6 separate regions of the Mus musculus genome follow, and all the other regions are linked to region 2. Evidence: chromatin contacts called from public HiChIP or PLAC-seq and promoter capture Hi-C data. All regions are on one chromosome and are shown on one strand. Each heading gives the region's core, a stretch centred on a gene start, on an enhancer-like site or on the middle of the called end of the contact. The rest is flanking DNA. Distances are from core to core; before and after follow the strand shown.

Evidence for each region. Promoter capture Hi-C pulls out the DNA fragments that hold promoters and counts their contacts. HiChIP or PLAC-seq counts read pairs in DNA pulled down with a chosen protein or histone mark.
Region 1: a FOXA1 HiChIP or PLAC-seq map of pancreatic cancer cells shows a contact between it and region 2. The contact joins the promoter of Tst here to the promoter of Myh9 in region 2. A contact is called at or near these places in 2 of 39 promoter capture datasets (liver and pre-B cells) and 1 of 115 datasets of contacts at active chromatin or transcription factors (pancreatic cancer cells).
Region 3: a FOXA1 HiChIP or PLAC-seq map of pancreatic cancer cells shows a contact between it and region 2. The contact joins the promoter of Card10 here to the promoter of Myh9 in region 2. A contact is called at or near these places in 1 of 484 Hi-C or Micro-C datasets (embryonic stem cells) and 1 of 115 datasets of contacts at active chromatin or transcription factors (pancreatic cancer cells).
Region 4: a promoter capture Hi-C map of embryonic stem cells shows a contact between it and region 2. The contact joins the promoter of Rbfox2 here to the promoter of Myh9 in region 2. A contact is called at or near these places in 2 of 39 promoter capture datasets (embryonic stem cells and hippocampal neurons).
Region 5: a contact with region 2 is called in a promoter capture Hi-C map of pre-B cells, with 2.4 times the contacts expected there. The contact joins the promoter of Rac2 here to the promoter of Myh9 in region 2. A contact is called at or near these places in 5 of 39 promoter capture datasets (the C10 cell line, the HPC-7 cell line, hippocampal neurons and 1 more) and 1 of 484 Hi-C or Micro-C datasets (CD8 T cells).
Region 6: a contact with region 2 is called in an H3K27ac HiChIP or PLAC-seq map of bone marrow-derived dendritic cells, with 4 times the contacts expected there. The contact joins the enhancer-like site here to the promoter of Myh9 in region 2. A contact is called at or near these places in 1 of 39 promoter capture datasets (the C10 cell line) and 2 of 115 datasets of contacts at active chromatin or transcription factors (bone marrow-derived dendritic cells and pancreatic cancer cells).

What each region holds. Positions count from the first base shown.
Region 1 is chr15:78,403,965-78,407,852 of GRCm38.p6, forward strand. Tst (thiosulfate sulfurtransferase, mitochondrial) reads right to left here and starts at 1,901. Exons shown (of 2, transcript NM_009437.5): 1 at 1,275-1,901. The coding sequence starts at 1,869. Mpst (mercaptopyruvate sulfurtransferase) reads left to right here and starts at 2,748. Exons shown (of 3, transcript NM_001162493.1): 1 at 2,748-2,780.
Region 2 is chr15:77,840,081-77,843,877 of GRCm38.p6, forward strand. Myh9 (myosin, heavy polypeptide 9, non-muscle) reads right to left here and starts at 2,095. Exons shown (of 41, transcript NM_022410.3): 1 at 1,877-2,095. It also overlaps the pseudogene Gm22107.
Region 3 is chr15:78,801,454-78,805,187 of GRCm38.p6, forward strand. It overlaps Card10 (caspase recruitment domain family, member 10), which reads right to left and starts at 1,589. Exons shown (of 21, transcript NM_130859.2): 1 at 1,402-1,589; 2 at 928-1,179; 3 at 180-317. The coding sequence starts at 1,531.
Region 4 is chr15:77,305,651-77,309,291 of GRCm38.p6, forward strand. It overlaps Rbfox2 (RNA binding protein, fox-1 homolog (C. elegans) 2), which reads right to left and starts at 1,403. Exons shown (of 14, transcript NM_053104.6): 1 at 714-1,403. The coding sequence starts at 893.
Region 5 is chr15:78,570,599-78,574,243 of GRCm38.p6, forward strand. Rac2 (Rac family small GTPase 2) reads right to left here and starts at 2,185. Exons shown (of 7, transcript NM_009008.3): 1 at 2,013-2,185; 2 at 134-205. The coding sequence starts at 2,047.
Region 6 is chr15:78,587,326-78,590,762 of GRCm38.p6, forward strand. No RefSeq gene overlaps it. Among named protein-coding and RNA genes, the nearest start is that of Gm36738, 7.5 kb to the left of the region's middle. Within about 2 kb of position 1,751, at least 93 of the 459 cell types and tissues checked have an H3K27ac peak or open chromatin away from gene starts, as enhancers often do. A contact at or near this core is called in bone marrow-derived dendritic cells, where this site is marked.

The sequences.
Region 1 (3,888 bases), core at 651-3,150, 560 kb after region 2:
GGTTTTGAGTCAAGACCAGGAGGCATCCCAGGTTCAGAGTCTCTGGAAAGTGCCTAACAAGCATGCATCTTTCTCCTCTGACCTTCCCAGAGCCAAGCAGGCGGGAGAAATCAAAGGCCTGGAGAGAGTGAGACTGGAGCAATGCCAGCCTCTGCCAACTCCATGTGTGGCCTTGATCTACTGCTGCCTGTGTGCCAAGGCCCCCTCTGTCCAGTGGGATGAGAATTTAGTACTAAGACTGTAAAAACAGGGTTGCTGACATCAGCTGGCAGAAAGGAAGAGACAAGTTTTTGAAACTTTGTAGGCAAGTTTTGAAACTTTTTAGGCAACATTTTGAAACAAGTTAGGCAAAATGTATCCTGGAGTTAAGTCTTACTGATGAGGGAGGCAGAGAGAGAGAGAGAGAGAGAGAGAGAGAGAGAGAGAGAGAGAGAGAGAGAGGTGAGGTGGGCCAAAACTTGGGGTTGCCTCTGGTCAGGCGCCTCTAGAAAGCAGCATTTCATCTCCTGAGTTTATTTTTTCCTGACTCCTAAACTATACAGACTTCTTCAGGCTTTCTCACACATACCAAAGGGGACCCAAGGGGCCATCTTTCCAGGAATACCTAGCACAGGAGGAGCCCCTGAACCCTAGGAAATGGTGGTGGGACTGAATGGATTTATATCTGGATTTCGAACCCTGGGTTAAAACAAAATGATACCAGGTTCAAATCCAGATTCTACCACTTAACTGACCAAGTAACAATCCCCCAGTGCTTCATCTAAGTCAGGTATTTCATCCCGTCCATTTCCCTGGCTGATAGCTGCTGTAACAGACAGGTCGCAGCCACTTGCTGAGGTTATGAACTGAGGTGCCTTTCACAGACACTAGCCAGGGTCCCAGAAGAGCTCAGAAGGGCCTTGTTGATATTTGAAAGGGCTTCTGGGATGGAGAGAGTGGGAAGAGATTTGTAGACCTCTGTGCAGCCATACAAATGACTGCTTGTGGAGAGAACACCTTTTCGTACATCTACTGCATGTGGGAGCGCTGGTGCCTGGAAGTGGACCATGGATGGACAGGACCCCAGTCACCTAATAGGGGCAGCTTGTTAGCACCCGGCTATGGCACACAGGGCCCCCATGTATGAGCGCTATAAAAGACTTCAAGGTTGGCCGTACCCTCCCATTTTACAGATGGAAAGACAAGTCTACCTAGAGGGCCTGAGGGATCCAGGGGTTTTTTGATTCCCCATCCTTTTGTTGTGCAATCCTCCCAAGGGCCACTGGAACACCTACCTACTATATCCGGCTCCGGTTGTGTGCCCAGGTACCGTCCTTGGGCCCGAGAGTCCACCAGCTGGAACCTTTTAGACTGGAGATTCTCTAGGACCTGCTCATAGGTCTTGAGCAGGGAGAGATTCAGTGTGGCTTTGAAAACGGCTGGCTCTGGCCTCGAGGGCTCAGATGTCACCGGGTGGCCCTCCTTCAGCCAGTTCCGGAAGCCACCATTGAGCACTGACACTGTGCGGTGGCCAAACACACGAAACATCCACCAGACTCTGGGTGCATAGAAGCTGCCCAGGTCATCTCCATCGTATACCACCACATGTGTGTCGTTGCTTATGCCCAGGTTGCCCACATAGTCCCCAAAGTGGGCCTCACTGGGCAGCATCATCTCATAAGGCGAAGTCGTGTCCCGGCATTCCTCTATATCAAAGAAGGACGCGCCAGGCACGTGTCGCTCCTGGTACTCTTTGCGTGCCTGGCGGGTCCCGGGTGAGTACCAAGACGCGTCCAGCACCCGAAGGCTGGGCCCCAGGCGGCCAGACCGAATGGATTCCGCCAGCCACTTGGTGGATACCAGCGCCCGGTAGAGCACCTGATGTACCATAGTGTCAGTTCTGCGAGTCACCTGGCGCGGTTGGGAACCAGGAAAGAGACAGGCCTGAGAGGGCTGAGTGCGGTGGGCGGAGCCCAGGGGGCGGGGCTGTTGCTCCCACTACATTTTCCCAGCGTGCAATCGTAACTACACTCAGAGCCAGACTCACAGTGGGAGAGGTTGGCACATTCCCTAGGGAAAGCCTGCTCCACCCCTCCCACTTCCCCGGCGCCCTCCCTTTCTGGTGCCTAGGAGGGCAGGTGGGCGTGGCTAAGAGCTTCGGTGCATTACTATAGCAGCAAATTGGTGGGAGGGGCTGGCTCAGGACTCTGTCTTCAAGAATGGGAAAAACAAACACAAGTCAGAGATGGCCTTCCAGTCGCCTCTCCGGGCGCACTGATTACCCTTCTGCTTTCGTTTCTTGCAGCCAGAGTTCTCTGGCTTCTAGAATGTCCAATTCCGGTGAAAGGGCTCCAGGCACTCTGCCCTGCTTTCGCCAGGACCCAGCTAGCGGCTCCATCCTGGGCGGCTCGCTGCACTCAGTCGCAAAAGTAGCTGGGCTGGCACTCGCCCTTGCGCTCCGAAGAAGCTGGAGGGTTCAAACCAGGAGCCGGGAGGGTTCTCAAGTGGCCCGCACCATTGTACCGCCTCCCATGGGGGTGAGGAGAGAAACCTCTCTCGTAGACAGTCGGGATTCCGAACAGCTTCTGCGTCTTCGCACGGGAGTCTTGTTTGCCCCTCCTCGTATAATACTTCTCATACATAAAGGGGGCTATTTGAAGCTCGAGGTGACACTGGGGCAGCGCGCAACCCGGCTTCATGGCGCCTGCGTCCCCCGCAGTACGGGAAATGGAAGGTGCAACGTCTCGGAGTGGCCCAAACAGTGGGCTGTGCCCAAGTCTCCTCCCTTTGGCTGGCCGCAGGTTGGTGGCGGAAGGAGGGAACCTCTGAGGGCGTGGGGAGGGGGTGACATGGCGGAGCTGGGAAACGGGGAGCGCAAATCCCTGGTATCTGCTACCCAACGCGTCCTACTTGCTTTTCTGTGAGAGAGGGTGCTTCTCCGGGGGTGCATAGCGTGGTATCACGCGGGAGTGGAGGAGGGGATGCAGTCTATGAGAGAAGAGTTTCCAGGGCGCCTCTAATTTGCCTTAGGAAGACTGTCCGTGGCTGCTTGTGGCCGTCTGTGGGTTGGTGTGGGATAAGAGACAGGTGGGTAGCAGTGAGTGGATGGGGTTTGGAAAGACCTGATGCCTCCTGAGAAAGTTGGGGGGGGGGAGCAAGAGAATAAACAAAGCAATTCAGAGGAGCTGTGGTGAGGAGATCTAGCATGCCCCAAGAGGAGAAAGTAACAGAACGGAATAAAAATAAAACTAGCATTTATGAAGCCCGCCTTGCCGAGTGCCTTCACGACCCTGCCGGATTGAGCTGAACTCCCAACAGGAGAAACAGGTAGAGCCAGGAGGTGCCAAGGCACGTAGTGGAAAAGGGACTAATTTCTCACCTGAAGCCCAAAGTGGTGGGAGCTGCCTCGGTTTACCTGTCCATCCTTGAAGCCTTATGCTTAGTAGTAGTAGTAGTCGTCGTTGTCGTCTTGGGCTTCAGTTTTTACCACTTCATTGTAAATTTATATAAATCCCAATAAGCAAGATATCTGGAAATAGAGCATGGCTCCTGCAAACCAGCTGTACACCCCCTCTCTAGTCTATTCTGTTCCCCTGGAATGCTTTTCTCTTGAACTCCCCTCCCTGTTTTTTTGAGCATCTATCCTACCCTGAAATACTGTCACAGTGTGTTGCAAAAATTCACTGTCTAGCATTTTCCCAGCATACTCTGCACCTGGAGCTTGACAGTAGGGAAGAGAAGGTACCAGGAGGGTCTAGTTAGGGAGATGCTCTTCAGTGCCCGAACCCCCACCCCCCATGGGTGGGATATATAGGCTCACACTAACTTAGGATGGCCTGGGCCTGTCCTATATGTCCTGATGGACTTCCAGAGAGCTACTCTCCCCTGGGATCCTGGCCCTTCAAGCAC
Region 2 (3,797 bases), core at 845-3,344:
AGTGCCGGTGAGCAGGGGCCAGGTCTTACTCAATTCACACCCACCCCACCCCGCCCCCACACACACCACCTGGCAAAGTCCCTGGCAGAAGCCCGGTTAAATATTTGCTCAATTACACATCTATAGGCCCTTCCCCCCTACCCCCACCTATAACAACCTGGTATATAAATTGACTGATATTGAGTGATTGTCTACACGGGGCTTCAAGCAAATTGCCTCCTTAATAGAAAGGGAGGGAGGCCTCCAGGTGAAGTTATCAGCTTGGACTCTAGACAGTGGAGTCAGAAATGGCTACAATGTTTCTGTGAACAAGTTACCTTTTATTTATTTATTTATTTATTTATTTATTTATTTTTGCTGTTTCAAAAAGCTTTATTTTCACTTGGTCAAGGCTTAGGAGGGGCTCCGGGGCGGGTTACAGATCTGCCTAGTGGCTTGAGAGTTCTAGATGGAGGTCCTGAGATTGACTGGCTGGCATACAGCAGAGGAGGGAGTCCTTTGGGAGGCAGAAACCTCCTAAGTCGTGCTTGAGAGTGAGCCACTCTTAGAGATACTTGGGCCAGTCTGCGTTGGCTAAAAAATACGGAACTCAATGCATTTGCGTGTCATCCTTACGCAGAGGCCATGCTAATCTGTATCGTTCCAATTTTGGTATAGGTGCTGCTGTAGGAAGCACGCAAGTTACTTTGAAATCTTGCTAATCCAGAAAACCGCTCAGAGAACTGAGAACTCGATGGACCTCCCTGTAGCCCAGCCGAGGCAGCCTCCGGGTCTCCAAGACCTGGGACTTCCCAGGGACCTTTTCCCTAACACCGCTGGGTGGGGCCTTAGGCACCCGCCCGAGCCCACCCAGCCTTCAGTTTCACTACAGCCCGCAAGCAAGTCATAGAGGGTACTTGACTCAGTTTGCCTGGGAGAGATGGGGACCCGGAGGAGCGGGGTGCAGCTCCTGCCTTAGGCGTGGCTCCAGAACAGGATGAGGTGAAGACCCTAGTGCAAGGAAGTGGGGGATGTCTTCAAAACTCCGCCTCTCATCAAACATAAAAGATGCGGCTGCCCGGCCTGGTCTTAAAGTCAGGGCCAGCTCCCAGAGACTGGCCCGGGCGTGGCGTCCCAAGGTGCGGTGGAAATCAGGTGCACGCCTGCCCGGGCGACGGGGCAGCTGCCGGCAGACCCAGGCCTTCTGACCTCGGGCAATAGAAATCCAAGGTTGAATGAGGTCAGACGGGGGGGTTCTTTTCCTGCGCCCTGAGCCCCTCGGCAGCTGGGACCCCTTTTCCCACGCACTCTGAGTACCTCTCCCCGCCCCCTCCCGGCCCAAGGGCTGACGGACAAATGAGGAAGTCCGCAGCGGACGGCGGAAACCGTGCCGGGCGCAATGTCTGCGGCGGGACCGACCGATCCTGACTCAGGAGGACGCCCTGACAGCTGCCAAGCGGTCCTCGCCTGCCCGTTACCTCCCTTTGCCAAACTTACAAAGGAGCTGCTGCCCCGTGCCCACGAACGCATCCGGCCGGCTCGGCCGAGATCTCCGGGACTGCTGCGTCCCGGAAGGGGTTAAAAAGTTTGCCGGAGCTGGCCGTCGGGGAGGCGGGAGTGCAGAGGCGACAGGAGCAGGCCGAGCTCCCAGTGCCCCGACCGGGAAGGGCATCCTGTAGGGCCGGGGACTGCGTCCCCCGGTTCCCTAACCCCGAGGCCTCGCTGCCTATCACCCCTCGGGTGAGGATGCGGAGTCCGGTCGCACCCGACCGCGCTGAAACCCGCCACGCGGAGGCCGAGAACCACAGGGCCGTCCGCCCCAAAGGACTCGAGTCTTGTCGCCGCGCGCGCGCGCTCGGCAGCTCCGGGGCGGGACATACCGGCAAAGCTCGCTCACCTGAACCTGGGTCTGCCCGGGGAACAGGCGCTGGTTCTTCCGAGTGGACTTTCTCGAGCGCTCGGGCGGCGCGGCGGGGTGGGGCGAACGCGAGACTGGAAGCTGCAGCAGGTCAGGTTCTTGAGCCTTCCGTGCCCTGCCCAGGAACCGCGGTGATCTGCGCGCCTCACCGCACCCAGCTCTGGTGCGCGCCGCCCTCCCTGCCCCGCCCTTCCAAGAGGAGGGCGGGTCTACAGCTCGCCGCCGGCTCGTGGGTGGAGCTTCCAAGAGTCCCCGCCCTCTCCCCACACTGCCCAATCCAACAGGAGTCTGGCCTAAACTGACAGATTTTCGGCCTATAAACAGACAAGAGATGGAAGCCGGAGTGCTGAGATTCATCCTCCCCATCTGTCCCCACCTCCGCCCACCCCACCTTCCACCCGCGCTTCCTAGGCGGGAGCCACGCCTTGTTGGGCGGGTCCAATGGACAGCCAGGTTACAGGACCAGGATTGACGCGGATTTCATCCAATCAGAAGCAAGCGGCTCAGGCGCGCTGGGCTCCTGGTCCCGGCTCTGGTGTGCAGCTTGGGCCGCGCCGGGGCCGGAGGGAGCGTACTGGGGAGGTCTGAGGCTCTGACACTCCGCCCAGCGAACCGTGTTTTCCCTTCGTCCTGTCCTACCAGGAGAACAGATATTAAGTACCATATATGGGAAAAGTGGTATTTTACATAATTATGATGGCTGTGGGGGCGGTCATGGCTTCAACCCTGCATTCCGTGTGGGCGTCCTGAGTTCGATTTTGGAGCCTGCTCGCGGCTGTCCTCCAACCTCTGAACCTTTGCTCTGGCTAGTACCTCTGCCTGGAATGCAGTCTAAGCCACTCTTAACCTTTGAATAATTAACTCACACACATCTCAGATATTTGTCACTAAATTATTTTAAGGGTAGATTTCATTTGTTTTATTTTGGTTACTAACCACGAGAGGATTTTTTTTTTCATTTAAAAAAATGTACTTTGCCATTAATCTATCAGGAATTTGTCCACGCATTATTTTCTGCCCAAATTGTCCGTTTCCGAGTTGTGTCCATTGATCTATGTGGTCGATCCTGCAGCACGTCAATGCTTTCAAATGGCTTTATGAAGGCAAATTTCTCGTCATTGCTCTTAACTGTTGGAATGTTCTTGCTAACACAGTTAAAATGATCCTTCCATATAAACTTCAGGGAAAACTTACATTCTGAAGCCAAAAAGCAGCTAAAGAAAGAAAGAGATTTTGCAGCCCAGATGACCAGTGATTGCTACCCACATTACAGCAAAGACTGCTTCCCAGTTGATAAGAAAAATTTAAAAAATTTTTAAAAGGCTGAACCATCCAGGGGTTGTGGGTGGTATACCAGAACTCAAGAGGTCTGAGGTAGGAGGGGGAGTTCAAGACTAGCCTGAACTACACAGACAAGCAGTTCAAAGGTGTGAAATATATAAAGCCAATAATTACTTTTAAAACTAATCATCAAGAGACTGGAGATGTACGGGCAGTGGTGGCCCATGCCTTTAACCCCAGCACTCGGGAGGCAGAGGCAGGCAGATTTCTGAGTTCGGTCTGCAGAGTGAGTTCCAGGACAGCTAGAGCTACACAGAGAAACCCTGTCTCGGAAAAAAAAAAAAAAAAAAAAAAGCCCAGCATTGTTAGAGCCGGTGAGGAGGTGGAGCTCATCAGGTGCTGACAGGAATACGCATGCGCTTCTCCAACCACTTTGGGAAAGTGGCTCCACTAGGCCTGTAGCACACACCTGTGATTTCAGCGCTGCAGAGGGAGGCGCAGGAGGAGCTACTCTTGGCTACATAATGAGTTTAGGGCCAGTCCCCGCTAAGCACGCCTGTCCTTGGCTCTATTTACTAAAGCTTGATAGAGACCTCAAGAGTTCCACTCCGGGCTGGTG
Region 3 (3,734 bases), core at 339-2,838, 960 kb after region 2:
CATGTTAAGCACATGGACTCTGAACTCTGGGGCCCTGGGTAAACTTCTGCAGTTGGTGCCTCAGTTTCTTCATCTGTCCAATGGGTATAGTGAAAACAGACACCACCACCCCCAGTGCAGTTGGGGTAAGAAAATTCTGCTCTGGTGGCAAGGATGGGGCACCCACTGAGATTGCTCACCAAGGATCATGGAGCAGCGTTGGGCAGGTTCCTGGCCAGTGAGCAGCGTGAAGTGTTCTGGGTAGTAGAATTCCAGGGCTTCCAGGAAGGCCTCGAAGCCCCTCTTGCCCCGGCAGCGTAAAATGTCTATGAGGCGCCCTGAGGGTAAAGGTTGTGACAGGGGTCAGGATGAGGTCTTCCCCCAGTGCCCCTGCTCTCCACCCCGACAATGCTCCAGGGCCTACGTTCCCCAGATTTTTGGGCTGTGACACACACCGGGGCCTGTCCCAACACATCAGGGAGCAAAGCTCAGTCTGCCCTGGCTAGGAACACCAGACCCTCCCCAGAGCACCTGCACTGGAGCAGGTCCCCAGCAACCCCTACACACACACACACACACACACACACACACACACACACACACACACACACACACACACGTTACGCATGCCCGGGGGCATCGGATGCCTGCGTTTCCCAGGCAAAATGCTCTCATTGACTTAAGTTCCCTGATACTTTTAGTCCCTCTGACAGTCCTGGTACAAAGACGCCCAGTGGGAGAGGAGCCTCGGAGAACTGAGCCCGGATTTGAGCTCTTGAGAAAAACTGATTCTTTAAGGGATACACAAATGGGACAGAGAGAACCAGAGAGGTCAAAGAGCACAGTAAAGATCCCACAGGGGTCGCCATCGGCACCGGCAACCACATCCAGCTGTCTGCTCTGGAGCGGGCCTAGGAAGGGAGAGGAAACCCCTGGCGGCGGGCTCACCGGTACGGTTAGCGCGGCACGGGAAACGGTAGGTGCTGAGCACCTCCTCCTCGTCCTGTTCGTCCAGGACGCGGCACTGGCGCAGATACGGCGTGAGCTTGGCCGGATTCAGGGCGCGCGTCAGTCGGTGCCGGACGCCCTCGATCCGCTCCCACAGCGCGTCCTCTTCGGCCTCCGACCCCGAACCCGCCCCAGCCTCCTCGTCAGCCTCGCCCGCGTCCGCCCGGCCCTGCATGGCCGCGTCCTCCGAGCCTGCGGGCGACAAGCACGGTGGGCACGGAGCCGCGGTCACCGCACCTGGGCGTCGCCCGCGGGTCCCGGCGCTGTCGGGCTCCGTCTTCCCGGGATCCCAAGCTGCTCTGCCTGCACCCTCCCGGGTCCCCGAGAGGTCACGCCCGCGTCCTCCCGGGCGTCCCGTCGGCGTCCTTTCACGTCCCCACGCTGCTGTCCCGCCCGTGTCCTCCCCGCACTCACCACGGGCGCTGCAGCTGCCCTGAGCTCCCGGCTCTGTGCTCGGCCGACGGCTCCGGAGGCGCGACGGGGCGGTGCCTTCGGGGTCATTGGCTCCGCCCCCAGCCCGGCGGCCTCCCGGGCCACCCAACATTGCCCGCGACCCGCTGCGCTCCGGTCGTCCTCCCGGCCGCTCTGCGGGCCAGCCGCGCCTCCCCACCCCCCACCCCCGCTTCCTGTTTCCCGCCGGCTCTCCGGGCCAGTCCTGGCGGGGTCCGCACGGCCCTCCCACACCTGCCCGGCCCCCGACGGGGCGGAGCCGCCACGCGCGCGCCCACACCCCGCGCGCCACCGCCAGGGCCACTGCCGCCGCTGCTGCTCACCTTGTCCCCCACCATGAGCACAACACCAGCCTGCACCCTCTACAAGCCCGACTCCCGGTGCAGCTGGCCACCCGGAACCCTGAACGCGACAAGTGTCCGCTCCACTAGCCACACACGCCCTGAAGTCAACAGGTCACACCAACTTAGCGAGCTCTGGGCTCGGACCTCATATACAGAGCCCCATCATTCCCACTTAAACTCGCATGGTAGGTATATTCACTCTGCTGAAAGTCACATAATACATATCTGTCTTTCAGGAAATATCTGCAAAGTGTGGGACAGGGCCTCAGAAGCTAGCAGAACTTTCACACGTGTCCATGTTCTGGGATAATGGCCTTACAAGTGTTGAGCAGGACTTCGACCGGAGACAGACTACTCACGTGCCTCTCCCTCCCACAAACACCCTGTGCCTAGGCACTTGAAAGCCCCGGTCAGCTGTGAGTCTCTCTCTGTGTGTGTCTCAGCTTTGCATTCATTTGCATCCTGTTCCCAGCTAGGCCTCTTATCTGCCGGTGACCTGGACAATTGCCCCTCCACAGTCTCAGTGTTCCCGAACACGCTGCCAAGAGCTCACATCTTTCACCAAGCCCAGGACAGCCTGTGTGGGCAGCAGAGGGGAGGGGTCATGGGCACCTTTCCAAAGAAGGGAGTCAGTCCCTGCAAGTGTCCAGACTGACTGCACTTTCATTCCTGAGTCAAGTTGATGGCACACGGGGACCAGGATGCTTGCATTTCTAAATGGCCGTTCCTGCGGGGTGGGAGGGAGTGTGGTTAAAATCAATTACATTTGAAAAGGCAGCGTCAAAACTCCCTTCTGCCTTGGAGACTAATACTCCCACAATAAGGTCCTGTAGTCACATGCTAGAAGCTCTCTGGGCACTGGAAAGTGCCCTCGGGGTGGCGAGAACAGGGTTAAGAGGACACAGAGGATCTGGAAAGATGTGTAGGTCCCCAAAGCCACCCATACTTTCCGAATTAGATGCATCACTCACCCAAGGAAACAAGGTTGACCACAACCCCTGAACAGCCCCTGCAGTAAAGAAACTAGTTTACCTACATAACCTAGTTCCTTTCCCAGCCTTGAAGAACCACAGACTTTTGCTGACTTGGTTTTGTTTGGAGTATCACCAGTTCACCTGCAGAAGCAGCTCTGTAGAAAGGACTGAATTCTAATGCAAACCTATCCCTTTACAAAGGAGGAAGCAGGGGCCCAGAGAGAGCAAGAACTTGCCACACACTGGATCCGCCCTGGCCTCTCTCCCCTCCCCAGGCTCGGTTCACACTAGGCTCCCTCCCAAGGATCGCCTCTCCTCTGCTGACCCTGATACCCTGACTCTGGCTCTCACAGGGAGCAGCTCCTCCCTCAAAGAGCCGCTCCACCCTACCGCAGCCCTGTGAATATTTTTTCTTGGCCGGGATAATGGGAAGGAAACCCTGGAAAATGAGTCTTTAGTTAATTATTCTCTCATCAGAGGCAAAACCAGGGCCAGGAATCTGGCACTGAAACTAGGAATTAGCTTGTAAGCTAACAGACTTTGGGGGGGGGGGGGGGGGGCGTGGTGTCACAGAGTCACAGCAGGTCCCAGAGCCTGCTCTTAAAGAAGCTATAGAGATCCTGAAACACCTCACATGTGCACACGTGGTCATACACTTACTCCCAGGCACACACTTGGTTTCACAGACACACTCACGTGGACACAGATGCATTACTAGTCACAGACACACCAAGATGCACACATATACAGGGCTACAAACACATCATACATGCTTACACACATGCCGTGTTTACTCACTCACAGGCGCACACACACAGGCACACACATTTATATGGACACACGTGGTTACACAGACACACTCAAAGGCACAAGCACAGTTTTACACACATACACAGACAACCTAACAGATACACTCATAGACACACACAGTTATACAGGTACACACCAACACATAGACATAATCATACATACACAATTA
Region 4 (3,641 bases), core at 153-2,652, 540 kb before region 2:
TCATTTCCCACCCTCAACAATCAAGCTAACACTGGAGGCCACAACTCAGAAACCAGTCTCCTAACAGCCCTATAAATTTTCTTTTCTACCTCAGGATACTAAGGAGTTTACTCCGCATCCTACGAACGTAGGATGCAATGGGTAAAGCACAGGCGGGATCTGCCTGGTGTCTCTCTCCAGACTTAATAACATGCTGCACAAAACTGAGACAGAGCATCACACTACCAAACTCCGCGGACTTCTCAAGACTGCTCGAGTAACTGATTGAACCCACAAGCTAAGCCACATCCCCTTTCGGGCTCGCTCTCTCTCCAGGAGTTGGCTGGCTTTTCAGTCTGTTCTCCACATGCCGTTCCCCCTTTCCTCATCCCAGTGTAAACCAAAAGGCGCCCTTCTTCTCCGGAGCTTTCCCACCACCAGCTTCCCTCGCTCTCAGCTCGGCCCAACAGCTCTCCTCTGGACAAATCGACCCAAGAACCCTCAACTTCTCAACAAACTGAGCACAGGCTTAAGAAATGGACTGCATCCCGATCCTGTTCAATCCCAACTCCAAAAGGAAAAAAAAAAAAATCCCACTCCCTCGCGCTGCCTCCGGGGCCCCTCCAGCCCCTGCACCCGGCCCCAAGCCCACTCTCCAGCCAGGCCCACCCGGCGCCCGGAGGCCCGAGCCCGCCGCGGCCCTCCGTAACCGGGCGCCCGTCCCGCGCGGTCACCTGCATCCCGCCGTCGGCCGCCTCCTCTGTGCGTGGCCGCTTGCTCAGGCCGGGCTCGGGTCCGTCTGCCCCCGCTCCGGGCACCGGCAACTCCACCTCCGACTCCCGCTTCATGCCCCGGGCGGCAGCGCCGGGCCCGAGCTGAGGCGGCTGCTGCTGCGCCTGGCCGCCTTCCGCCATCCGCCCGCGCCCCCTTCGCCACCGGGAGCCGGGCGACCCGCGACAGGCCACCTCCCCCTGGGCCTCGGTGCCGACAGTCGCGACAGGCGGGCGCGCGCCGGCCCCGCCCCCCGCGTGCGTGTGTGCGTGCGCGTCGGTCCGGAGCCCGGCTTCGGCTTCGGCTTCACTACCGCTCCGACTCAGGTTATGGCTCCGGCTTCGGCTTCGGCCCCGGCTCCGGCTTCTGCTCCGGCTTCGCGCCGGCCGCTCGCTCGCTCTCTCACTCGCACGCGCGTGCGCCGATCCCTCGGTCCCTTGGTCCTTCAGTCCCGCGCTCCCTCACCACTCGCCAGCCGTGCGGGGAAGGGGACGGCCTGGGCTCCCAGCTTGGGGAGGGCTGTTTATTTGGGAGGAGGAGGAGCGCGAGGCCGCAGCGAGCTGACTGGTCGGGATCCTCCGTCCCGCCACTGTGGCAGCGCCGGGAAGGCGGGGAGAGAGAAAGGAGAGAAGGAGGGAGGAACCTGGATGTGTGGGACTCGGGCCGCCCGCGCGAGAGGAGGCTGTAGTGAGGGGGCGTGGCTACGCCCCTCGGCAATCTCCGTCGCCTCCGCGCGGGCCGCCCGCGGGAGGCCGGGAAGGACTCGGAAAAGCTCGGGAAGCTCGGGGATGCTCTGGGAAGCATGGAGAGAGAAGGGGCCGCCTCTTTTAAGGCGGTGGCCGGGGGGCGGAGCTTGAAGGGCAGGAGTTCGGGGGAGCAACTTGGACTAGTTGCACTAGTGAGAAGTGATGACCTGATCTCTCTCATCTGGCTTCCTGGGATTTAGGGAAGCAGAGGGGCGCTCTGCGAGAGGAAGGTCCCTTTGCCTCCTTCCTCTCCAGCCCAAGACCTGGGAAGTCCAGGAGTGATGGCTCCCATATAAACTTTTCTGAGAAATGGTGCTATGAAGCGAATAATTGCATCTCTAATGATGTCAATATTTCTGATGTTGCCAGGCATGGCGGTGGTGCACACCTTTAGTCCTAGGAAGTAGGAAGCAAAGACAGGAGTATCTCTGAGTTCGAAGCCAACCTGGTCTATCTGCATAGTGAGTTCCAGGATAGCCCTACACAGAAAAACTGTCTCTAATAATAGTAATAAATAACGCCTGGTGTTTTTTTAAGAGCTTTACGTTTACATAGGGCATTTACGGAACCATTTTGAGCCTGACAGTAGAAAACATGGTTTTAATCCAATGGATGGACCTGAATTTGTTCAAGTCCTGAAGCAGAAATATGTGGCCAGTCAAGATGGCAATCTCTTGGTTTTACTCCTTGCTGCCTGAATAGCCCTTCCTAGCTTATCAGCTTTGTGCAGTTAGGTCTGTCCGGTAGGTTTTCTCCACCTGATTGTAAATAGAAACTGCTTCTGCCTCTCAGGGTTCCATACTGTGACATGGAAAGGGATATTGTGCAATAACCTAGCTTCTAGCCTTACCCTTGCTTGCTACTTTAAACAAGTGAGTTTTTCTCTTTGGATCCCAACTGCAGTATCTGAAATAATCCTTTGGATCAGTGGTTCCCAGCCAAGAAAAAGTTTCAGACCCTTTCAGCATCTCCCACTTCCGTATTTGTCATATGGTAAATTTTGTTCTTCACAAATGGAGACTATACTGGCATTTACTGAATAGAAGCTTTGAATGTTATTCAGAACTCTACAGTGCAGAGAACAATCCCTGCAAGAGAGACTTGTCCAAACCAGAATGCCAATAGTTCAGAGATTGAGAAACCCCAGGTCAGGTGATGTCTAAGGTTACTTGCAACCAGTCTGTGACTTGACCTTTGAACTTGAGTTAAGCACCTAAAAATGGACAGAGGGATGAAGATCTCTGCTTCAGAGCCAGACGAGTCCCAGGGAGGCTTGACCACTCCTGCCCATGTAATGCCGGACCACTGGTGGTTAAGAGAGGGAATAGAAGGGCTTGCAGGCTAGTTGGAAAAGACTGCACAACTTGCCTTGGAGCTGGGTTTTCCTACTGAGTATTTGTATGTTTGTAGGTTGCAATAGCTTAGCCATTTACAAGCCTTGACACCTTATGGGAGGGAGTTAATTAACGGCTCTTGTCCCTCAGCTTAGCTCTGACACCTAAAATTAGCATAATAATACTATTTTTAAAATAATTATTATGAAGATCAAGTGAGTTATCAACATTAAGAACTTTGATCATGTTATGACTTGAATCGAAAAAGTCCCCCAGAGGCTCATACGGTAACAGCTGACAGACTTAGGGCAAGTGTTTGGATCCTGAGAACTTAATTGCTGAGCCCAGTCACATTAGTGCACTGACTGATTCATGATTGGAGGATGGTAAAAAAAAAAAAAAAAAAAAAAAAAACCTGGAAGGTGAGGACAGATGGGAGGAAGCGGGCTGCTAGGGGCTTGGTCTGAAAGTGTCTCTCTAGTCCCCAGCCTCTTCCTCCATCTGCCACTTCCAGTCTACCTGGAGGTGAGTTTGCCCCACCACATAATCCTTGCTGTGGTGGTGTTCATGCCTAGCCTCCTCACTCAGACTCTGGAGCCACGGAGTGACTTTGACTTGAAATCACAAACCCTTCCTCTCTTACATCGATTCCTGAGGTGCTTTGTCCTAGAGACAGAAAGACTGACCAACAGGAGCAAGATGGCCTGTCTAAGCAGGTGTCAGTTATTAACATTATTGCCATCATGAGGTTTGTTTGGTTTTTTTCTTTCTTTTTCTTTTTTTGGTTTTTCCAGACAGGGTTTCTCTGTGT
Region 5 (3,645 bases), core at 935-3,434, 730 kb after region 2:
AAGACTTAGCATAAGTCACTGCGTTGCATGTCGGATCACCAGCCAGCTTCCCCACAATGGAGAGTCTCTCTAGCCTTACCAGCCTACTTGGTCTCAGGCCCCCACAGGGGACAGCCCCCAAGAAGCCACTCACACAGTGGGGATGTATTCTCCAGGGAAGGCGTTGGTGGTGTAGCTGATGAGAAGACACGTCTTGCCCACGGCTCTGAAAGACAAGAGACAAGATGCAGGAGAGACCAAGGTCATAGCTCCCCTTCACCAAGGTCAAGATGAAGGGGAGGCGGGAACTGTACTCAGGCTCCAGTCTCCCAATCCCAGACACCCCATACCAGTGTGCTCTACCCCGTGCAGTGCCCATAAAGAACCTGACTTCAGTCTTAGCCATGGGTGTGAGCCACACATCTGAGGAGAACTCCAGTACTGTACATGTACCAGTGTGTGGGATACAGGTGATAGGCACAGATGACCATGGGGCCGAACAGAGGACCCTGGAGAGCTGGGTAAGACTGTCACGTGTCTCTCTTAAGCTTCAGATCCTGCCTCCATCATTTGCCATCTACACAACTTTGCAAGTCACCTAAGCACCTTGTACCTCAGTTTCCCCATGTAGACAACAAGGACAAGCCCATCTTCCCAGTAAAATAACTGATACTTCTAAGACACTGAACCCGGTGCCATAGAAGTGGCACCAACTAATGACTGTTAGGGACTGCCCATCGCCCCTCTTTGAAGTCAGAGGGGCCTGGGTTCAAATCCTCTGCCTCCAAGGCAGGTTATGTAACTTTTCGGAGTTTTGGTCTTTCCCACCTGTAAAACGAACTCTGTGATGGTAAGTAGGGTTGGTGGAAGACAGATCATACAGAGAGCCACAGCCCGGTGACCACATACAAAAGAGAAATGGGATAAATGGAGATGACCACCATTTAAGCTATCTCCCTGCCAAGCTGGGAGGTCACCCAGGTCATTCAGCAGGAAGCTGAGAGGCCAGAGGGACAGCTCCGGGCCTTCCCCAGTACAATTCCGTTAAGTCACTTCCCACTCGAGGAGGTTGCTCTGCTGTCCCTGCCCCCTAAACCTCTGCCCTCAAGCCCCAGCCTGCCACCCAGGTAACTTTGAATGCATAGAATCATTGACTTCCGGCCCTCCGTGTCCGCCCCCTCCTCCCCCAGATCAGACACAAAGCAGAAGTGAGCAGAGCAGCTGCCACAGATAACGGCTGACACCCTAGCGCGGTGGCGGCTGCAGCAGCGACCAAGTCGGACCTAGTCAGCTGAGGAGGTAGATAGCCTATGCCACCAGCAGAGCCAAAGTGTGTGTGACCTTGGGACCTAAGCCAGGAAAGGTCTCCAGGCCTCAGCCCCTCCCCGTTTCGAACTGAAGATGGCTGTCTAGTACATGTGAGGATGGATCTAGCGGGACCCAAGATAGACTTGAGGACTGCACCCTAATGTGTCGGAATATATGGGAGACACATGAAGAAACTCAGGCCTTGGGTTATGAGAGCCTGTGGTCCCAAGATCTGACAATGACTATCAGACTTTAGCAGGGCTGCAGCCAGCCTGCCCTCTGGAGTCCTTAAGAGCAGAGGCTGGACTGAGAGTCAGAAAGCTTGGAGATTGCCAGAAGTCCCCTAGGCCCAGCAAGACAGCAACTAGAGCCTGGGCCAGCCTGGGAAACAAAGGTCCGAAGGGCAAGCTGCTGATTTCCCTCCTCGTACCTGTACCCTGAACTGATGCTGGCCCGGTAGGAGCCCTGTCCCAGCTCTCAGGGTACAGGCAAATAGCAGCACCCCACCCACAGTCCAGGCCCTCCACCCAAGTAGCTTCCGGAGTGGGGTAGGCTGAAGGACAGGGAGCAGTCCAGACCCACCCCAAATGTTCCTTGTAAGCCCTTACAAGGAAAGGAAGCGACTTTCCCCAGAACCTCCTGGGAGCCCTGAATCTGTGGGTGTACCAGGGAGGATCTCAGAGGCATCCTGGTAGGGGTGGGAGACAACTCAGCCAGGTACTTACCCATCACCCACCACCACACACTTGATGGCCTGCATTGCATCTGAGGCCCAGCAGCCAGGGATGACAGTTGGGGGCCAGGAGCGTTGCTGTGGACACCAGTGGTATGGAGTGGCTAGGAGGTACCCGGCAGTGAGGAGCAGCACCCCAGCTCAAGAGGCGGGAGGAAACGGAAGAGGAACTTACCCAAGCTGCTGCCCCACAGCCTTGAGGGGGTGGAGCATGCGGTCTGGAAGAGGACCTGGGGCCCCACAGGTGCTAGGTTGGGCCCAGGCCACCAAGGGCACTTGACTTAGGCTCCAAAGGGAACCCAGGCACCCTAGAGAATTGAAGATTCACTTCCTAAGCCAGGGCAGGGACAAAGTTGCTCTCGAAGAATCTGCATCCTCCAAGAAGTCAGTTGGCCTGACTCCCATGGGCAAACACTTGAGTGCCTACTGTGTATCAGGCATTGTGTTGGGAGCTGGTGACTCTAAAATGCAGGAAGCCAGGTTGTCCTGGAGTTCCTGCTCTGTAGAGAAGGCAAACCACACCACAGGTGCTGTGAGCAAGGCAGGAGACATGGGCCAAGGGAGAGCTACAGAGTGACCTCAGAGTCACCAGCAGGGAAAACTGGTGGCTATGACGTGTGATGTCAAACAAAGTTGGCCCGGGGGGGGGGGGTGCTGCCTAAGCAAGGGCCAGTGTGTAGAGAGAAGGCAAAGGAGGGGGAGGGAAAGAGAGAAGGGAAGAGGTAGAGGAGAGGGGAGAAAAGGAGGAAGGGGAGGAAGGGGGGAAATTGGGAGGGGAGGAAGTGGAGGAAAAGGGGGAGGAGGAGGAAGGAGAGGAGGGAGGATAGGGAAAAGGGAAGGAGTTGGAAGAGAAGGAAGAAGAGGAGTAGTGAGAGGAGGAGGAGGAGGAGGAGGAGTGAGAGGAGGAGGAGGAGGAGGAGGAGGAGGAGGAGGAGGAGGAGGAGGAGGAGGAGGAGGAGGAGGAAGAGTCAGGGACAGATGCAGTAGAGCAAGCTGGTAGAAGTTTGGCAAGTCCAAACCTTCTCACAGCATGGTGCAATCTAAGCTTTCAGGAAGCTGAGACAAAGGGATTGCTGGGAGCTTGAGTCCAGGATTCAGAGTGAGAGTTCCAAGGCAGCCAGAGCCATCGAGCGATACAGCAAGATCCTAGCTGGGAAACCACTCCAAACCGAAAATCCTACCTACAAACTGTCGTAGGCTTCTTGCCGTTTTGATGATATCAACTACACTCGCCTTGTGTTGGGCATTTGTGTTTATAAGTGTTTGGTTGGGTGTTTGTGTTTGCAGGTGTTTTGTTGGGCATTTGTGTTTTTAGTTGTTTATTGGACTTTTGGGTTTCCTATTACACAAGTTACTATTTGTGTATTTGTCCATTTCTCTACTGGAGTATTTTTTCCCCTCATATTTATTTGGAGAAGTTCGGTGTTTGATTTTTCAAGTGTGAATTGCTATAACCGTTTCATAGTTCATTTCCAGTATGTGGAATTATTTTTTTTGAAGCTGTGATATTTATAAAGGTTTATTTGTATGTGGTCAACTTTAATTTTTCTTCCCTAATGATTGATACTCTTTGAGTGATTCTTTCTTAAGCATTCCTATGCAATTTCACAAAGATATTCTACAAA
Region 6 (3,437 bases), core at 501-3,000, 750 kb after region 2:
CGCTTTGCTCTCTTGAAACGGAGAATCTCTGGCATATAGAAAGCAAGCCCACCCTCAGAGTTCTTGGGTGAAAGCTGAAGTAGCTTGCAGAGGTCAGCACTGCTGGGGAGCCCAGTATTTCTGAGTGTGGTCCTTACTTCAGCCACACGAGGGCGCCCATGAGCCAGCTGTGCTTAGGATACAACTGCTCAGTCTCCCTGTCTTCCTGGTGGCCTGGCTGCCTACAGAGCCCAAGCCAGGCTCTCCTGCTGCAGCTGGCTATGACTGGCTCTTGCTAATTTCATTCCATGTACATTGTTCTCAAGATCCTTCTGAACTCTCCTTGTTTAAACTAGTCGCCTCTCCTTGTGCAGCCCCAGTATTACTCTCGGTTTGTTTGGTTGTTGTTATTGTTGTTTTAACAAACAGAAGCTGGCACGTGTCCTCTGATGCGGGATGGGAGGGGGTAAGCAAGGGAGGGGGTAAGCAAGAGAAGAGCTGGCTTTCCAGTCTCAAGCCCTGCAGTTTCCATGGCACTCCACCCCCACCCCAAGACCGCGAGCATCCTGGCTGGGCTGTTTAAGGGGATAAATGACTGATCATCTCCGTAGGACAACAGCTTCATTTTTTCCTTCCCCTTTCCTTTCCTTTTTTTCCCTATCTTTTTTGTTTTGTTTGCTTTTGAGACATGATCTCATGTAGCCCAGGCTAGCCTTGGGGTCACTATGCAGCCAAGAATGACCTCCAACACTAGACCCTCCTGCTTCTATTTGCCAAGTGCTGAGATTACAGAGCGCACGTCCACACCCAGTTTCTGGAGGGCTGGGGATGGAAACCAGGGTTTTGTTCACACAAGATAATCTCCCTCCCAACAGAGCCATGTCTGCAGCCCGCAGTCCCTCCATTTTCTGCAGTAAAGCTTTGGCCTCACTGATAAGGAAGAGTCCTGGTGGAAGCCTGGGATGTCTGTCCCTGGGCCTCATGCTCCTGTCTGGAGTCTTCATCTCAGATCTGCGAGGGCCACAGTCTCCTGGGGGTCAGATAAGGATTCTGTGATGGTTTGTCTATGCTTGGCCCAGGGAGTGACACTATTAGAAGCTGTGGCCCTGTTGGAGTAGGTGTGTCACTCTGGGTGTGGGCTTTAAGACCCTCATCCTAGCTGCCTGGAAGCCAGTCTCCTCTTAGCGTCATCCTTCAGATGAAGATGTAGAACTCTCAACTCTGTCTGCACCATGTCTGCCTGGATGCTGCCATCTTCCTGCCTTGATGATAATGGACTGAACCTTTGAACCCGTAAGCCAGCCCCAATTAAATGTTGTCCTTGTAAGAGTTGCCATGGTCACGGTGTCTGCTCACAGCAGTAAACCCCTAACTCAGACAGCTTCCATCCACAGGTAGCTCATCCTCCATGATATTAAGCAGGCAAGATGCCTCTCATGCCAGTGGTTCACGCTGCTAGCCTTCAGCAGTGGCTCTCAACCTTTGGGCCCCTTTGGGGGTTAAAATAACCCTTCACTAGTTCACATATCAGATATTTACATTATGATTCACAACAGTAGCAAAATTACAGTTACAAAGTAGCAATGGAATAATTTTATGGTTGGGGGAGAGGCGTCACCATAACATGAGGAACTGTATTCAAGGGTTGCAGCATTACGGAGTTTGAAAACCACTGACCTAAGGTTACAGAGAAGAGCTAGGTTAGCTGTGATCTTCGGCAGTCTGACAGTCTGGCAAGCACAGAGACAAATGGAGCAAATGACCTCTCAGTGATACAGAGCCTAGGGCCACAGAGGAGGAAGTGAAACCTCACTGGGTATGGCAGTGCCGGGCAGAGCCCTCACCTCAGCTTCCTCCTCTGTAATAATAGAGGAGACACTGGACTAGCTGTCAGGCCTTCTCCTGTGGCATGTGCTGGCTTTAGAGGACTACTACCCACTGCCCTCATGCTGCCTTAGTTATGTTCCTGCTGCTGTTATAAAATTCAGTTATAAAACTCATGGGTGCAGTCCCCTGTGGCAGGGGAGAAGTCGAAGTGACTGGAGCTTGGTGGATCTGGTCACATGGCTCTCACAGTTGAGATGTGGAGAGCAGTGAATGCTTGCACTTGGCTCTTTTTTTTTCCTCCTTTTTATTTAAACAATCCAGGATCCTCTGCCTGGGGGATGGTGCTGCCCACAGTGGGCGGGCTGTCTCACTTTAATTTACCTAATCAGAGTAATCCCCCAGAGGCATGCATGGCCAGAGCCCATCTCCCTCTTGATTCTAGATCCCATAGAGTTGACCACAGATAACAACCATTCCAAGCTCCTTCTTGACACCCTGGGGTGAGACTGCCTTCACCCAAGCCTGACAGAGGCAGTCTTTTCAGCAAGCAAGAGCAGTAGAGCCAACAGCCTCAGAGTGAGGGTGTTAGAACCCCTGCTTCACACCAGGAAGTGTGAAGCTTGCGGCTTAGCTCCCATTGCAGTCCGGGGCCAAGTTGAGAGGGAGTGTTACCACACCCAAGGGCATAGAGAGGAGATTCCAACCTTTTGAAGCTGCCACTTGCCTTTTGCTGGTGTGGAGTGGGCATCTGTGGGCTGTGGGAACACAAGAGCCATTTGTCTATTCAATAAATAGCACAAGAATGGGCTAGCTCCGGACAGTCCCAGAGCCTGCAGCAAGGGGTGGGGGAGGGGCAGAGGGTCTCACGGGCTGAGGGTACAGGAGCCACTGAAGGGATTTCGTTTTGTTTCCTTTGAGGAGCTTGTTGGAGTTTTGTCGGTTTAGGGACAGCAAGATGGCTCAACAGATAAAGGTGCCTGCTGCCAACTTGGATGACCTGAGTTTGAACCTCAGGACCCACGTGGTAGAAGGAGAGAACCAACTCTTGCAGGTTGCCCTCTGACCATCACACACATGGCCAGGCACCCACATGTTCCTCTGCACACATACCCCAAAATAATTTAAAATATAACCAAGTTGTGTTTGTTTAAATTGCAGCAAAACAGGCACACAATTTACCTTTTTTTTTTTCTAGTTCGAAATGTGTATTTCCTTACCGGGAGCATTCATGACAGGCAACCATCCCTACCAGCCCTTTCTAGAATGGTCTACATTGTTTTCTTCCCCCTCCCTGGTACCCATGATCTGACGCCCCAGGAACCTTATGCAGTGGAACCCTGCAGTTCTGTCCTCTGTGGCTGCCTTACTCCCTTGACCTAGTGTCTGCACAACTTTTCCATACTACCACCCATGTCAGATGCCTTCCTTTTCAGAGGTGAATAATATTCCACGGTATATTCCATGGTATGTGCATGCCATATGCCACAGTCCATACATGTATTCATTCATCCGTGGACACCTGACTCCACCCTCTGGCTTCCGTGAGCATCTATGGCTAAATAGCCATCGGAGGTCCACTCTCAATCCTGTAGGAGGGTTTAAAGTCTAATTAGACTTGAGTTTTAGACAAC